2 separate regions of the Pan troglodytes genome follow, and region 1 is linked to region 2. The links are chromatin contacts, called in public HiChIP or PLAC-seq maps. All regions are on one chromosome and are shown on one strand. The core of a region is the stretch at or near the end of the contact, and the rest is flanking DNA. Distances in the headings are between cores, read along the strand shown.

Evidence for each region. HiChIP or PLAC-seq counts read pairs in DNA pulled down with a chosen protein or histone mark.
Region 1: an H3K4me3 HiChIP or PLAC-seq map of stem cell-derived excitatory neurons shows a contact between it and region 2, with 2.9 times the contacts expected there. The contact joins the promoter of ACBD6 here to the promoter of IER5 in region 2. A contact is called at or near these places in 1 of 7 Hi-C or Micro-C datasets (stem cell-derived neural progenitor cells) and 1 of 1 datasets of contacts at active chromatin or transcription factors (stem cell-derived excitatory neurons).

What each region holds. Positions count from the first base shown.
Region 1 is chr1:68,617,480-68,623,389 of NHGRI_mPanTro3-v2.0_pri, reverse strand. ACBD6 (acyl-CoA binding domain containing 6) reads right to left here and starts at 2,320. Exons shown (of 8, transcript XM_524985.8): 1 at 1,355-2,320. The coding sequence starts at 1,576.
Region 2 is chr1:68,043,496-68,048,974 of NHGRI_mPanTro3-v2.0_pri, reverse strand. It overlaps IER5 (immediate early response 5), which reads left to right and starts at 1,696. Exons shown (of 1, transcript XM_016933680.3): 1 at 1,696-3,851. The coding sequence starts at 1,911. The coding sequence ends at 2,894.

The DNA.
Region 1 (5,910 bases), core at 1,071-3,570, 570 kb before region 2:
AGATCCAGCCACTGCACTCCAGCCTGGGCAACAGGAGCAAAACTCCATCTCAAAAAAAAAAAAAAAAAAAAGTGTCAGCCAGGTGCAGTGGCTCATGCCTGTAATCCCAGCACTTTGGGCAGGTGGATCGCCTGAGCTCAGGAGTTCAAGACCAGCCTGGGAAATGTGGTGAAACCCAGACCCTCTGTAAAAAAAAAAGTGAGTGTCATGATGTTTTTGCTTCTCTGCATTCTCTGTAGGCATTATACCCAAGTGTCTTGCACATAAAAGCTGCTGAACAAATATATGTTGCTTATGATAAAGCAATTATTTTCCTTCTGGTATCAACCAATGTCACCCTGAATTATAAATTAAACGTGTCTATACACCTCCCTATTTCCAGGTAAAGTTCACAGCCTTAGACTGAGTCAGGAGCTACAATCCAGTTCTGACTGATGTATTTGTATGACCCTAGGAAAGGTGCCTACTCTCTATGGCCTTCAGTTTCCTTTACTGTAAAAGAAGGGCATTATTTCCTCTGGTGTTCATAGCTCTAAAATTTTTAGATTGTATCAAACAGAAAGGAAGACATACTCAACGAAAACATACATCAGAGATATTTAGGATTTTATAAAAATCACAATAAAAGTTGTAATACTGCATTTTGCATCGCATCACATTATTATTATTATTATTTGAGGTGGAGTTTCTTCGCTCTTGTTGCCCAGGCTGGAGTGCAATGGCGCACAATCTTCGCTCACCGCAACCTCCGCCTCCTCAGCCTCCCGAGTAGCTGGGATTACAGGCATGCGCCACCACGCCCGGCTAACTTAGTAGAGACGGGGTTTCTCCATGTTGGTCAGGCTGGTCTCCAACTCCCGACCTCAGGTGATCCTCCCGCCTCGGCCTCCCAAAGTGCTGGGATTACAGCCGTGAGCAACCACGCCCAGCCCTGCATCACATTATTACAATCCTATTATCTTTTTGGATCTCTATATAGTTTTATTAACTTTACCGTATTTACTTCCATGTGGCCCTCTGGGAAAGAGTAAATGAATGATATATCTCATTTTATCTTCATTTTGTAAAGGTTCTTGGGCTGGTAAAATGCAAGATCACTGAATAAGTCAGAGAAAAAAACAGAAAAACAATGTCCAGTGTCCAGCTAAATAAACATCACTCCTAGGAAAGCAAACATCTTGTCCACGTTCAGGATGATGCTCATCCCCAGCAGATGGTCAAAAAAAACCAAAACAAAATACACATACACAAGCTTCATTACACCTAGCTATTAACCATACATGCTTGCTATCAGTTGTTGAGGAAGAAGGCTCCGTGTCTTTCTCCCCCATCCACCCTCTCCCTGCTACTTTACCTGTTTGTACCTGGCATACAGGTACAAGAGCTGCTCCCTGCTGGCCACCTGAATCAGGCCTTGCAGGTGCGCGGCAGCCTTCTCAAACAGCTCGGCCAGGCAACTGGTCTCCTCGATCTCAGGGCTATGGGGGAACTCCACCTCCCCGGAGTCGTCCCCTGAGCTCAGCTCTCCACCGCTGTCGCCGGTGATCGCCCCCGCGGGCAGGAATGATGAGGCCATGTCTCCTTGCTCGCTCCGTCCCTCTGTGTCCGGTCTGTCCTCCTTGGATTGGGTGTAAGGCCGGCTTGGAGGCCTGGCCCACCAGTCTGGGTCGCGAGCCTGAGCTCCAGTCGGACCCAAGCTCAGTCGCGGCGTGCTCCCTCACGTGACCCTGCTCCCTGCCCACTTCTACTCCCTGGGCGTGCAGAGCAGGCTCCTCGACCCTCTGCCGCTCTGCCCAGTCGACCCGGTCTCCTCCGGCTTCCCTCCGGCCAAAAGCGCGCTCAAGCTCGCCTCAGGCCCCTCCAACGGAACAAGAGTCGAGGGGCAGTGAGGCCGGGATGCGTGCAAGCGCGGGGCGCGGCTGGCGCTGGGACGTGGGGGCGGGGCGGCGTGCGTGCCAGCGGCGTGCGCTTCTGTGAGGCCTGCTCTGCGCCGGCGGGGAAGCGTGGGCGACGCTACGCTGGACGTCCTTCCCTGCCGGGGGAGAGAAAGTGCCGTCAGCTGTAGGGGCGTCTTTTAATCGTTTCGCTGAAATTAGCAGTCCCGAGCTCCGGAGCCCGCCACCGGGATGGGCCCCCGGGGGTGGGGGAAGGAGGCCGTTTGTGTGGTAGTGTAGCGGTGAGAGCGGAGTCGCGGGAAACGCGGGGCTGAGGACTGAGGTTCCGCCTGCCCCAGACTGTGCGCCCCAAGCGCCCCCAAACAGCCCTGCGCGCGGATCTGTTGCGTGCGCGTTGGGCTCTGTGTTGAATAATGAAAAACTGCGAGATGGGGCTGTCCCGCCTTACTGTGTGACTGATGAGTGGAATCACTGCTCTGCGTGTTTCGCTCTCCACACCTTCGGAGCCCGCACCTCTCCGGGCCGTGAATAATAGGGTTTGGGGAGTGCGGGGCGCGCCTTAGCCCAGTTCTCATCCCGAGCTGTGTCTTTGACACTGTGCTTTGTAGACACTATACAGTGAAACCAGAAGTACGGCACAGTTCGGCCCTAGAGGAATGCACAAAACTATTTTTTTAACTGTAACATTATGAGTGGTTATGTCCTAAATGTTAAACACAACGACGCACTATATATTCATTTAGTATTCAAAACAATGTAATAAGCACTATAAGAAGGGTACAAAGAAAGTGTTGTAAACAGTGGTTATTGACTGGGGTTAGGCTTGCGACGGGTGGACGGACGGCTGGACAGGATGAGGAAGCAATGAGAGAACACAGGAAGGTGAGAAAGCTTGCATCAGGATTCAACAAACATTCCTTAAGTTCCACTGTTAGTCCCTGCTGTCAAGGTGCTCGCAATCCAGTCAAAGGGATGTTTAATGACCAAATTCTTGCAATTAAAAAGTGATTAAGAATAATGTATTGAGGACTTGATCATTACAACATAAGGTAGGTACTCTTATTTTACACATAGGAAATCAGCACAGAGTGGTTAAGTAACTTGTCAAAGGCTGCACAGCTAGCAAATGGAGGAGCAAGGAAAAAGAAGTTAGCTTTCATGTGGGGTAATAATGGATGATGAACCCGACAAGTAGACTGAAGGAGAGAGAACGTGGACTTTTATATCTTTGTTTCTAGAATTTTTATTAAAGTGAGAATTGAATATTATCAACGGCTTTTTTGGCATCTTTGGAGATTATCTGCTTTTCTCCTCTAGTCTTCGAAAGGAATTATATTAACAGTTTCTATTTTAATGAATTATATTAACAAAAATAAATTTGGGATTTAATGAATTATATAATAGCTAACATTGATAAATTAGTATGCATTATTTCAAAACCTCCTAGTTTTGAGCATTACTTCTGTTGTTGGAATAAACCCATTCTGGTCCTGGTTTGGTTTTTTAAAAAAATTTGTAGGTTCAGTTTGCTAATATTTTCATTATCTTTACAGTTCCATTTAAAGATGTCATTAACCTATACTTTTCCTTTTCTATACTTTCTCAATTTTGTATCAAGGTAATAGAATCCTTGTAGAATGCATTTAGAAGTTTTCATCTTTTTCTGTATTCTGGAAGAGTTTACATAACATGGGAAAGAGAGCAACCAGAATTCTTTTACACTGCTGGTGTGAGCATAAATTGGTACAATCACTGTGGAAAAATGTTTGGCATTATCTACTAAAGCTGAACATAAATATACAACAATTCGACTCCTCCCCAGCGGGAATATATACATGGCATTCACCAAAAACATGTAGGAGAACATTCATAGCAGCACTGTGAACTAATTCCTAATTGCTCCAAACTGGAAGCTCCCGAATGTCCATCAACACTAGAATGGAGATAAACTGGTGTGCTTACATGATGGAATACTATTCATCAGTGAGAATGAACTAATTACAATGACACAGAATAACATGAATGAATCTCAAACATAATGTTGAGTATAAGCCTATACTCAAAAAAGTGCATATTACATGTTTCTAGTCATAAAAAATTCAAAATCAGGCAAAACTAATCTGTGGTGTTAGACTCAGGATAGTGGGTAACCTCAGGGTTAGTGATCTGAAGGGTGTATGAAGGGGACTTCTGGAAGTTGGATATGTTGTTTCTTAAGCCGAACATTAGTACACTGATGTGTTCACTTTATGAAAATTCATTTATAATTTATGTACTTTTCTGTATGTATATTTGAATGAAAAATGTATTATAAAACTAACATGTAAGAAAGAAAAAGGAAAGAGTCCTTAACATTGAGAAGCTGGCCTGACACTCACAGCTAGGCCTTGTTATTCTCCTATTGAAGAGAAATAATCTCACGCAGACAAGGTCACTCTGAAATCATGATACAATGATACAAAGCAAACCACTTCATTAAGCTTTTCTAAGCACAGACAAAAAGCTCACTTTACTGACTACAAAATACAACACCTTTTTCTTGGCCCAAACAAATAACTACTACTACTTTAAAATTGCAGCTTTATTCTCATGCTAGCCACTTCTCTATAGATAAGACTGAGGTGCCCAAGATCTCAATCTTGTTACAGTGGGTAGCTAGTCAGGAATGAGCAGGGCAGGAGAGGGCTCCACACCACACACACATATCAGTAATGTCGGGCAACCATCAGGTGATGGTCAAGCGGTTGTTAACTGTCTCACTAAAATAATAATTGATCACAGCTGGCACCAGGGAACAGCAGGCTCCTGATAGAAAACACCTGAAACTAGTGATCAGCAGCTTCCCGATAAGATCTCAGGAGTGGGGCGAGTGGGCTCAAGCATGTGTATGCGGACAGCCCACCCCAAGGGAAGAATCGGGGAGAAGTAATGCAAGACCCCAGAAGTAAGCCAATATATAAAACCCCAAGGCCAGGCACACAGTGGCTCACGCCTGTAATCCCAGCACTTTGCAGGGCTGAGACGGGCGGATCATCTGAGGTCAGGAGTTTGAGACCAGCCTGGCCAACTGGTGAAACCCTGTAGAGACATGGTGAGAGACATGGTGAAACCCTGTCTCTACTAAAAATACAAAAAAAAAACCAAAAAACAAAAAACAAAAAAAACAAAATTAACTACTCAGGAGGCTGAGGCACAAGAATTGCTTGAACCTGGGAGGTGGAGGTTGCAAGCCAAGATCGCGCTACTACACTCCAGCCTAGGCAACAGAGCAAGAATCTGTCTCAAGACAAAAACAAACACCAAGTCAAAATATCAAGCTGTGTACTTGCCTTTCAAGTTGCCTGTTTGGCTTTCTTCCAAGCATACTTTCCTTCTTTTCATTCCTGCTCTAAAGCTTTTAAATAAATTTTTACTCCTGCTCTAAAACTTGCTTGGGTCTCTCCTTCTTCCTTATGTCCGTCAGTTGAATACTTTATTCGGAGGAGGCCAGAATTGAGGGTGCTGCAGACCCCAAGGGATTCACCACTGGTATTACTATTTTGAAGTCGTGTGACTCGGATACGTTTCCCTGCTGACACAATCATAGACTTCCCCCAGCTTTCTGACTGCATCCAATTGAGAGCATATTCCCGCTTCCTTAGATGCTCCCCCAAATCACCACAAAGCCCAAATCGTATAATAGGTTCTTTCTTAACACCCTTTTACCGAGGCAGCCCATTCTTCCTCAAGGTGTGTGTTCTTCCTCACTGCAACCAGAAATAATTCCAACTTGGTTAACTACAGATGTGTTCCTGGAGGTCTCTGCCCAAAGGACATTGACACTTGAGAAGCTTTTATTTCTTGAAGAGTCTATCGAAATCCCAAAACTCTCAGGATCTGGTGACACTGAGGAGACAGATATTTTACCATTAGTGTTTCCCTTCACCCATTTTTTTGGGAAAGATAGTACAGTTGACCCTGGAACAACACAATTTTGAACTCTGTGCATACATTTATACACGGGTTTTTTTCTACA
Region 2 (5,479 bases), core at 447-2,946:
GCAGCACAGAGAAGTGAAATAATTTTCCAGAGGCCATGCAGCAAGTGAAAGGTGAAGCTGGGATTCCAACCTAGGAAGCCAGCCTCCTCAGCCTGTGCTCTTAGCCATTGCTTTATAGTGACTAATAACTTGCAAAGAAAAAGAGAAGAGAAAAATTCTTGCGTCATTACTCAATATATGCTATTTGGTTTTGTAATTATTTGTGTCATTATTTTATCTCTTCCTCTACGTGGGCTGAAAATTCCTAGAGGGGAGGAACTCTGGGTCTCAGAGCCTGCTGTCTCAGTTACCATCAGTTGTGGGCACAGGTAATGCTATTGAGCCATCACATCCTCTGGAGATTGTGAATTGGTCATGATCAAGCCCACTCTTCACTGGTATTTTTCCTAAATAAATTCATTGCTTGACCAACCCCGGGGCAGGATCAGGCCCAGGGTTCCACATGGACTCCAAGAAAGCAGTGCTTAGTTTTCTCATTCAGATTGTGGCTGAGAAGTTGTCATTTATCGTCTGTACAATAAAGCAGATGTGTATGTGACTTCCCCCTTTTCAGCAGTGGAGACATTGAAGCGGCCTGAGGTTATTTACCCAGAGTCCTCAGGCAGGTCTGTGGTGGAGCTTCGGTGGAACTAACTGGAAGTGACTCCATGTTTCCAGTCCAGGACCCTGGGCAACCCCGTGGTAATTGTGTCCTGATATACTTATAAGGACCAGTAGATGGACTAAGTTGTTGACTGACCAGAAAATTCTGGAACTCCCTAGCACTATATTTTTACCTTGACACGAAATGAAATTATGACATCATCATGGGAACACAGGACTTCTTTCTTTTTATTTTCAGAACTTGCTCGATTTTTCCAAGGGTGGACTGGGTCAGTCCTTGTAATGGAAAAATGGAAATGAAAAAAAAAAGGAAAAAAAATCATTGTGGAGAACCTGTAACATCTTCCATTTAACTTATTTGATAACTGGGTTTGTTCTAGAATCTAGAGAACAAAGTGAAAGATGCCAGCTTTAGAGGACAACCAATAACTTTGTATCTAGACACGATTCCTTGATAAGAAGCCAAAAACCTAGCCAAAAACTTCTGGAATCCCCCTTTCCTTTGGGGTTAGAACTGACAGCTGCTAAGAGTGTATGTGACTCTAGCGGGGAAAGCGGCTCATCCAAAAATAATGATTGCCAAATACTTTGCAGTAATACTATTTGTTATCCAGGGGTGTCCTCCGCCGCGTATGGCCACCATCTCTATTTTTGCCAGGGTTGAGGGGGGTCGCTTACAGGTGTGGCCGGCCTGGAAACGGTGGCGTGGCTGGTGAGGGCGGAGTCGATCCGGGAAGGATCAGGACTTTATGGCAGAACAGAGTCCACCACCGTGTTCGGAAGAAAGTTCGAATATTTTGTTCGCTTTGGTTCCGGCAAGCCATCGCACAAGCCAGAATCTGTAACTCCAAACGGTAGCGCTCTCGAGCACCGTCCCCAACATTCACTCCCCACGGGCCTGGTCTGCGGCCGCAAGCCGTCGCCCCCTTTAAGAGCCTGCTCCGCGGGACTAACGTTCGAACGGGCCCTGGCGCCCCTCCTCGGGCTCCGATTGGCCGTGCGCGGCGCACGAGGGCGCGCCGGCCAGCCCCGGAACGGTTGGCGGCCCTTCGTGATTGGCGGTCGAGGAGCCTATATAAGACGCGAGGCTGCCGGGCTGCCCTGTTTAGCGACCGGACCCGAAACGGGGAAGTTGTCTTGTGTGGAGAGGTTAGTAGATCTGCGCGCGCGTCACCAGAGTCGTTTCTCTTCGGAGTCTTAGGTGATCGAGGGTGTGCCCAGGGGGCGGACTTGTTTGCGCCTCCCGTTCCCTCCCAATTTCCAAACGTGTCACCCCGGCGCCGACGGCCCTGTGCAGGGGAAGCAGGATGGAGTTCAAGCTGGAGGCTCACCGCATCGTCAGCATCTCTCTGGGCAAGATCTACAACTCGCGGGTCCAGCGCGGCGGCATCAAGCTGCATAAGAACCTCCTGGTCTCGCTGGTGCTGCGCAGCGCCCGCCAAGTCTACCTGAGCGACCCGTGCCCCGGCCTCTACCTGGCCGGTCCCGCTGGGACCCCGGCACCGCCACCGCAGCAGCAGCCCGGGGAGCCGGCGGCCGGGCCACCCGCCGGCTGGGGAGAGCCGCCCCCGCCCGCCGCTCGTGCCTCTTGGCCGGAGACCGAGCCGCAGCCGGAGCGCTCCTCCGTCTCAGACGCGCCGCGGGTAGGGGACGAGGTGCCGGTGGCCACGGTGACTGGAGTCGGGGACGTTTTTCAGGGCGGAGAGGCGGACGCGACGGAAGCTGCTTGGAGCCGCGTGGAGGGGCCGCGCCAGGCGGCAGCCAGAGAAGCCGAGGGTACCGCCGGAGGCTGGGGCGTCTTTCCTGAGGTATCTCGTGCCGCGCGCCGCCCCTGCGGCTGCCCCCTAGGCGGGGAGGACCCGCCGGGTACACCGGCCGCGACCCCCCGCGCTGCCTGCTGCTGCGCGCCGCGACCAGCCGAGGACGAGCCCCCCGCGCCGCCCGCGGTGTGCCCCAGGAAGCGCTGCGCGGCGGGGGTGGGCGGCGGCCCAGCGGGCTGCCCGGCGCCCGGCTCGACCCCGCTCAAGAAGCCCCGCCGGAACTTAGAGCAGCCGCCGAGTGGAGGAGAGGACGACGACGCGGAGGAGATGGAGACCGGGAACGTGGCTAACCTCATCAGCATCTTCGGTTCCAGTTTCTCGGGACTCCTACGGAAAAGCCCCGGGGGCGGCAGGGAGGAAGAGGAGGGAGAGGAGAGCGGTCCGGAAGCCGCCGAGCCCGGGCAGATCTGCTGCGATAAGCCGGTGCTGAGAGACATGAACCCCTGGAGCACAGCCATCGTGGCTTTCTGAGCCCTTGGCCCCCCTGCGGGGAGGAGGTGGAGCAGCGGGCGTCCCCGAAGTGAGGGCCAGGCCCTTCCCGGCTGCGAGGACGCCCAGAGACCGCGGGCGCTGAGCGCGTTGGGCAGACTGGTTGCCTCTGGGCATCGCAAACTGCCCCCGGGCGCATCTGGCTTATCTGGAGACCTGGGAGCTTGAGGCTCATTGGAAGAGGACGATCGTTAACTTTTGTGTTTGTGTATGTCTGTGTATGTAAGTTTGTCTTGTGGCATTAAGACTATTTTGCTCTTCTGGAATGCACCACTCCTTCCCCAGGGTTTAAGAGATTGGGGGCAGACAGGGACTTTCCTCTGCCGGCTGCGTGGAGAAGGAAGCGGCTAAAAGGTTTGGGTCGGGGAGTTCCCCATTCGTTCTCCGGGGAGGGAGGGACTTTACACCCACCCCTCACCGGAAAGCTAGACCCGCTTCAGGGCCAGGAGTGGCGTTTCCGCACAGGATTTCCTAAGACGAGAGGGATTTAGCCAAGAGCACAGACTTGGATTCCTTCTGTCCCTCCCCACCTTTCTCTCCCAATGAAGAAACGTTTATATCCTGTGATTACTCTAGGAAAGGGGCGTATTAACGGTCCTTTGCTTCCCCGCAGGGGAGAAAAAGCTTGACGAACTTCACAGAAGAGTTCAAGCTTGGAAATAATGGAGTTTATAGAGAAAAGATATATTTTTAAAAGCTCTAGGTCAGAAGTACTACACAGTGCTTTTAAAAAGTGTTAAATGAGAGTTTACAGACAGAAGCCCGAAGTGGAAAGACCTTATGGTTTTGTAGATATGGTGACTCCAGTCTTTGTTGTATAAAGGTTGGGGGAGCTGATAAGGTTTTTGTACAGTATTTTCTCCTTCGTTGTATTGATTTTTGTATAAAAATGTAACTTCTACGTGTCTAACACGTATTAAATATTTTGAAGCAACGTAACTGCCTGCTTGTCTGTAATAACCTGCCTGGGTTGGGAGGGAAGTGGGAGGAGGGAAACCAGGGCCTGAGCTAGAAAATTGAAGGTGTGGTTCTTAGTATCAGTCATTCGCAGACTGAGGACATTGTTTACTGACTCCACTAAGTATCAAGAGAGACACGTTTAATTTTTCCTCCTAGATCAGAGGACTGCTATTAGATACTAATATCAGCGACCTGTCAGGTTCTAGAAACCTGCCACTACAACTGCCTTTTCTAAGGTCAGTTTAGACCAATTTGTCACCCAATATGTGGGTGTCTAATACTAACTAATTTAACCAACTTTTGAAGCCCCGCTTATCCACAAAAATGTTTTTCAGCAAAACTTTGTTTCCTGTTAAGCTATTAATACGGGTCATCTTTTAGCTTTGTAACTGAAAAAAAAAAGTTTAGATAGTAGTTTACCTTAAAAGCCCATTCGAACTGACATAGGAAGATGAAAGAGACTGACTTGTCCAAATTGTCAGGTCCACCTCTGCATCACAGTGGATGTCAGGATGTAAATTTTCAGTTTTTCTCTTACATCTAGAAAGTAAATGTATTGCTGAGAGGGAAATTGCTTGCATCAAACCAGATAAGGAAGGAGGGCTAGGCAAATTTAATTCTCATTTAGCAAAACTTCCTGATTTGTTACTTAAATGGTGACATCAGTGTTTGGTCATGGTAGACACTTAGGTGATGATAGCCAAAACATCCATCGATTTTACTAAAATCACTGCCATTAAGAGAGTTTTTTGTCTCTTCATGTTCAATGTTTGAAAGGTATTCAATAATCTATTTCAGAAGCAAATCAATTAGGGAATGGTGTTTATTAAAATACGGTACAGTTGCCAGGACTTTAAAAGATGGTACTGGTTTCTAACAACTTATGAGTATATAGGGTGTTTAAAAGATGGGAGAGATTGAAGAAAGACAAAGGTTTAAAGGTCATAGCCTTCGAGCATAAGAGGCATATGAATGGTGTCTTGGCCTTAACTCCCAATTATATGAACTTCTGTTTTAGCTGAATAGGCCAGTGCCTCGTGCCTTGATATTTCGGCAAATCTATTAGTGGTTCCTTAAGCATAGGGAACTTTCTACTTTATGCTCTGTCGCCATAATAATGTATTTATAGAATTAAACATTCTCAAATTAGGGTCTTGTTAAACTGACTTTTTCTTTCAGAAAGTAGCTACTTAAATTGTGTTACAGCTACAAAAGATCCATCAAGTGCTGACTGCTTAAACTGAAGAAGGTGTCCAGGGCCTTAATTCTGCAAACATTTCCTGTTGTTAGAAAGTATGATGCTTGAACAGCGATCTCAGTGTATTTTATGTTTTAAAGGGGGTAACATTTGGTGTGTTTAAGAGAGCTGATGTGTTTTGGATGAGACTAAAGTTGATCCTTGGTTTTACATTACGATGAACCTGGGTCCATGTGTCTGCTTAAAGAATGTAAATTGGCATACTTGATAGGAGGATAAAGCTTTGTAGGAATTAGAAAAGATCATTCTCTTTTTTGTTGCAGAAGCAGTATAGTATAGTAGTTAGAGCATGGGCCCTGGAGCCAGGCTGCTTGGTGTCTTCCTTTATTTATTTATTTATTTATTTTAT